Linked DNA regions of Rattus norvegicus: region 2 is linked to region 1. The links are chromatin contacts, called in public Hi-C maps. All regions are on one chromosome and are shown on one strand. The core of a region is the stretch at or near the end of the contact, and the rest is flanking DNA. Distances in the headings are between cores, read along the strand shown. Region 1 has its middle 12 kb from the start of Rab17. Region 2 has its middle 12 kb from the start of Lrrfip1.

Evidence for each region. Hi-C and Micro-C count contacts between places; a contact is called where the count stands out from the background.
Region 2: a contact with region 1 is called in a Hi-C map of the A7r5 cell line, with 2.4 times the contacts expected there. The contact joins two enhancer-like sites. A contact is called at or near these places in 7 of 12 Hi-C or Micro-C datasets (the A7r5 cell line, kidney, liver and 3 more).

The regions. Positions count from the first base shown.
Region 1 is chr9:99,024,810-99,027,452 of GRCr8, forward strand. No RefSeq gene overlaps it. Among named protein-coding and RNA genes, the nearest start is that of Rab17, 12 kb to the left of the region's middle. Within about 2 kb of position 1,297, at least 14 of the 93 cell types and tissues checked have an H3K27ac peak or open chromatin away from gene starts, as enhancers often do. A contact at or near this core is called in the A7r5 cell line, where this site is marked.
Region 2 is chr9:99,077,622-99,080,264 of GRCr8, forward strand. It overlaps a transcript of Lrrfip1 not described here. Among named protein-coding and RNA genes, the nearest start is that of Lrrfip1, 12 kb to the right of the region's middle. Within about 2 kb of position 1,295, at least 5 of the 93 cell types and tissues checked have an H3K27ac peak or open chromatin away from gene starts, as enhancers often do. A contact at or near this core is called in the A7r5 cell line, where this site is marked.

The DNA.
Region 1 (2,643 bases), core at 47-2,546:
TCCCCTGCTGCCGGTTGTCAAGGGCTACAAAGGCTTGCAAGGCCAACTTTGAGCCCTTTCTCCTTGCAAAGGAGACCCGACCTCCAACTATCAGAGCTCAGCAACCATCCTCTCGGAGTCTAATCTTTTGTTCTTCCTTTCCTTCGCCTTTTAGTGTAACTAAGTATCCCTCTGTCCATTCCACCTCCTTACTGGATTCCTGGGTGAACCATACTGCAGGCTTTCACTCTTGTTATTTCTGTACGATTCTGTTCACGGGCTGCTAAATCTCTCCCGAAATCCACTTATTTGCCTGCTGTGTATACGTTTCCCTTACATTTGTTGCTACTGCTGTTGTGCGGAATGTGGTATTTCACATTCCTTATCCAGCAACGGTGGCTGTGTGGTTTGTGGGTCTGTTTCCTTTGCTTTGTTTCTGGCTTTGATTTTGGTCTTGCAGTGCTGAAGCTGGAACCCTGGGCCTGGTCCCTGCAGGGCCAGCGCTCTATCACACCCTGTGTTGTTCTTGGTCATGGTCTCATTTTCCTTGCCGCTCACTTCCACACTAACGCCCCTGCCCAACGCTGTTGTCAAGAAGGCACAAACGAGCTGCCCAAGCAACTTTGGTTTTTCTCTTCCTTTTACCTCCATACCCAGCACTTTTGCCTTGAAGTCCTGTTTGCAAGAAACCTAGGGAACCATGGTAGATCCACAGCGAGACTTGCTGAATTACGGTCAGAGAATAGGGAAGGCGTCGTGTATTCGTGCCCACTGGCACCTCCCCAGCTCGGTGTTGACATAAATTGTGAAGAGAATCCTCACAACATTCCAAGAAATCCCTATATTGCTACATCACCTTTGATAGCTACTATACCACACCCAGGAGGTGGGGTCTGGCGGGGCAGGGTGAGCTCCTGACGATCAAAGCCATCTTCATATGAAATCCTGGGTGAAATAATTTCCGTAGAGATGTTGCTTTGAATCCTTAATTTATAAACCTGAAAGAAAAAAAAATCCAATTCACTGAGAACTCTCAGAGACGGGCAGTCAGGACGCAAGCTTCCCAGTGTGCGCAGTACTGGTACAGCCCCCACAGAAAGCGGATCAGCAGACCGGTCGTATCCAAGCTTGGCAAGGGAGCGGGCACATGGCACTTCCACGAGCAGCGGCTCACACACCAGGGCAGCTGTTTGCCGAGAGGCACACAGGAATGTCCATCAATGGACTCCAGCAACAATGCAGCCTTTGACTCAGCAGTTACCCAGGGAGGAACATCACTCGGTCCGCGGTCAAGCTCTCAAGCACATCCGGAAGCGCCAGCAGGCACAGTGACTCAGTCCTCTGGTTCTTTTGATGCTCTTAGCTTCCCTAATGCTGACTGCAGCACTGCTCACCCTCATGCCAGCCTGACAAAGCATGCATTATGAACACCTTTTTGGAAACTCAGTGCAGGGAGCCCAGCGGGGTGCAGAGTGGGAGTTCGGATCCAGCTGGGTGGCAGCCATCACCTGAGAACTAGATGGAGGAACGGATGACTGTCTGAGCCTTCAGTTCACAGGCACTGACATACCAAGCTACCTAGCAGGCTGGCTCTGGAGTGGGCCTTCTCGAACACCTGCGACCCTCCCAAACCTGGAGAATGGATAGAAAGAGCTACATTCACTCCTGAATAGCCAAGGCTGCTGTGCCCATAGCCACATGGAGAACAGTAGTGGACCCAAGGGCTCCTCCAAGAAAGAGGCTCACAGCCAAGGTCATAGAAAGCCACAAAGGGCTGAGGAAAAAAGGTCAGGAATAAAGGAAGCCCCACGTCCTGCAGAGAGTCCGTGCTTTCCCTTCCAACCCTTCACAGACAGAAGGCCAGAAGCCCAAGATCAAGGTGTCTGGAAGATCTGGGAAGTAGCCAGCCATCCTTCTCCCTGGATACTGTCAGCAACCCTGGCACCCTTGACTGGTCAAAGCAAAGTCAACCTTCACCTTCACACAGCTTTCTGTGCTGGTGTCTGTCCCCAAACTTCCCCTCTTGTGACAGACACCACCAATCCTATTCAATGAGGGCCACCCTAGTGACTGTGTCATTACTTGGTTAGCTCTGAAAAGTCCCTGTCTCAGGTCCTGGTCACATTCTAAAGGACGCATGTTGAGAATTCAAATGAGATCATCTTAGGGAGACACAATTCCATTGATAAATATTCATGATGTGTTCAATATTCATGAGAAGATGAGCCCATGTGCACATTTCCCAAGGTCTGTCTTCTGAGGGTTTGTGTGCTGGAGAAGAAGGTTTTGCATTTCTCAGGACCTGTCCTGAGTTGAAGAAGATCCCCCAAGTCCAAGCCCAGGTGGACCCTTGGGGGAAAATCCAGGTGTGGTGTTTACCCCTGAATTTCCAGAGCTCAGAAAGCTTGTCAAGGGTGACAGCTATGAGTTTGAGGCCAGCATGGGCTACATAGTGGGTTCTCAGCAAACCTGGACTACAACGGGAGAGCTTCTCTCAAAAAAAAAAAAAGCAGACTAAGAATGATTGTTTGCATATGTAACCCCAGAACTTGGAGGACTGAGGCAGGATTGATTTTAATGACAGACTGGGAGGAAGAGATGGTTTTCGAATTTGTGTCCATTCACCTTGAACTTGGCTGAGAGAGGATGAAGCCTCTGTCTTGT
Region 2 (2,643 bases), core at 45-2,544, 53 kb after region 1:
CCTCATGGGACTGTAGTCATGCAACAGCTTACAGACAGACCTTAAGGTCCTCACCTTTAACCTCCCGTTAGGGTTCCCTTCCTCTCTGAGGCTGACACCCTCTCTCCCGTTCTACGGAGCATCCATTCTTCATCTATCTGAACCACTTCTACCTACAGCTTCTGCATTCAGTGTGACTTCTTTGACATTTTTTAAAAGATTTTATTTATTATATAATGAGTGCACTGTAGCTGTCTTCAGACACACCAGAAGAGGGCATCAGATCTCATTACGGATGGTTGTGAGCCACCATGTGGTTGCTGGGGTTTGAACTCAGGACCTCTGGAAGAGCAGTCACTGCTCTTAAGCACTGAGCCATCTCTCCAGCCCTTTCTTTGACATTTTAACATGGGTTCCTTGCCATTATAGTACCTGATGTTGTTAAGCCCCCTCCCTCGCTTCTGTTTTCTCTCCGCACATGCCCCTTGACATCTCCTGGAGTTGAATACGCTAACATTAGAAATTAACTACAACAACAACAACAAAAGATATTAAAGAGTTGGGCGTTGAGACAAAGTTCTGGCCACAGGAGCCTAGTGACCTGAGTTCAAATCCCAAGCCCACAGTGAAAGGCAGGACCCAACTCTACAGCTGTCCTCTAACCTCTATAGACATGCATGGTGTGGCATGAGCATCCCTCCATGCACATGAACACACATAATAATAGTAACAAATATGTTTGACATTACCTGCAGTTCTAAGATACTCAACTCAAAACACCTGGCGTGTGTTTTTAATAACCACAGACCATTAGAATTGAGTATTTTCATTTTTTTTCCAGTCTGAAACAATTATGTCTCTATGTAACCCCACCCCACCCCTTTGAAAACCTCTACCAGGCTGGGGAGATAGATGGTTCTGTGGATAAAATACTTGCCCAACAAGCATGAAGACCAGCGTATAGCCCTCTAGTGTCCCTGTAAAGCCATGTGGGTGTGGGAGATCCGTCCCAGAGCTCTACAGGTGGGAAGCTGATTGGCTAGACTGACTGAGTCTTCCAGCTCTAGGGATGTTGGGAGACCCTGCCTCACTCAGTAACTGAGAAAGATAGACGCAGGATGTCAGCTTTGGCACTCCATATACACCCATGCACTGACATAAACACATACATGCCTATGTCGTACACAGCCATCTGGGCTGCGGTGGGTGTCTCTTCACCCAAAGGGGGAAGTTCTGAGCTCCTGTTACCCAACCCCATTCTTTAGAAACATAGTCATAACTCCTTATCTGGCTGCTGATGTCCAAGAGTGGCCTTTGAGATTGCATCGCCACAAGGAAGTAAGGTGCCTTGCCGAAGAAACCAGCACAAAGTTCAGGCCTCTTACTCAAGAAAAGCAGTGTGATTAGTCCACGGGAGCCCGGAGCTCATGCTGAAGGCGTGTGTTTCACCAGCTCACAGTACTGCTGGTACCAGAGCTCCCCCAGTTTGAGGGTCTGAGCTGAGGGCCAGGCAGGAGCTTCACTGGGTGGGGAGGGAATTCGGTGCAGGTTTGTCTGGGACACAGGTTACTACCATCTGTAAATTTGTGACCAGCACAATGAACACACATTGAATTTTCTTTCAGCAACTTTGTGCTGTAATGACACAGACCAACTGGCCTCGCTGTAGTTATGCCTTGTTTAGAGTTATAACAACAGCTCATCTAGTCCTGTCAACTGGGTACCATTATTGTTCCCATTTTACAGATAAGGGAACTGAGGTACACAGAGAGGTCACATAACCTGCCCAGAGCCTGAGATTTCCAGCAAACTATCTATGCACTTTCCTGTGGTCCATAGTACCCCTCTGCGGAGCACAGAGGCATCCTGACGTCAACTGTCCAGTGACTCCCTGACTCCAGGAGCTCCTCCAGGAGGCCTAGTGGCCTCAAGTGTTTATCTTTTACTGCTCAAAATTAGATCTTTGCCTTTCAGCAAATGCCTTGTTGAGAGACATGCAATTTGTTTCCTTTCGGGAGCCTGACAACAAGACTCTCTATCTGCCAGGTCAGCAATTTTAAATGCTGTCTAAGTTCTAACATCCCCGAATCTTGTCCTGCCTTATTACAGCGCCCACTCCAGCTCTCAAAGCCACTGTGTCCTTCTTGTCCATAATTGAAGAGTTTCTACTTAAAGAAGAGAGGTTGGGAAATCACAGCAGCTTTGAAACTGTGGCACCAGAGGTCTGACTCTTCCTCCTCAGTGACAAACCCTATGTTAAAACTATTAATCCATTTCTGAATTATTTATACATTTATTTATCCATGTAATCTATAAATATGATGAACTGCAAATAAAATCCCAGTTTAGAGGAAGGGTTGGCTAAAGTTTAACAAACAGATCCTCAGCTTAATCGGGAAGAATAACGCAGCCGTGTCTGCGAAAGAACAGGGAGGATGGTTTTCACTTATACTGTAGCTGCTAGGCTCTGCTTCAAACAAAGTCTTTTCTGCCTTTATACAGACATTTTCACCTTCTGGTATGAAGTTCAAGTTTCTGAGCATGAGGAACTGTAAAAAGAGCCTCCCAACAACATCTAAGGGAGTCACAGAAGCAGCCAAATACACACATTTCTCCATGTACCTGGGGCGGCCTGTACTTCCTTCTGGCCACTGTATGCAGACA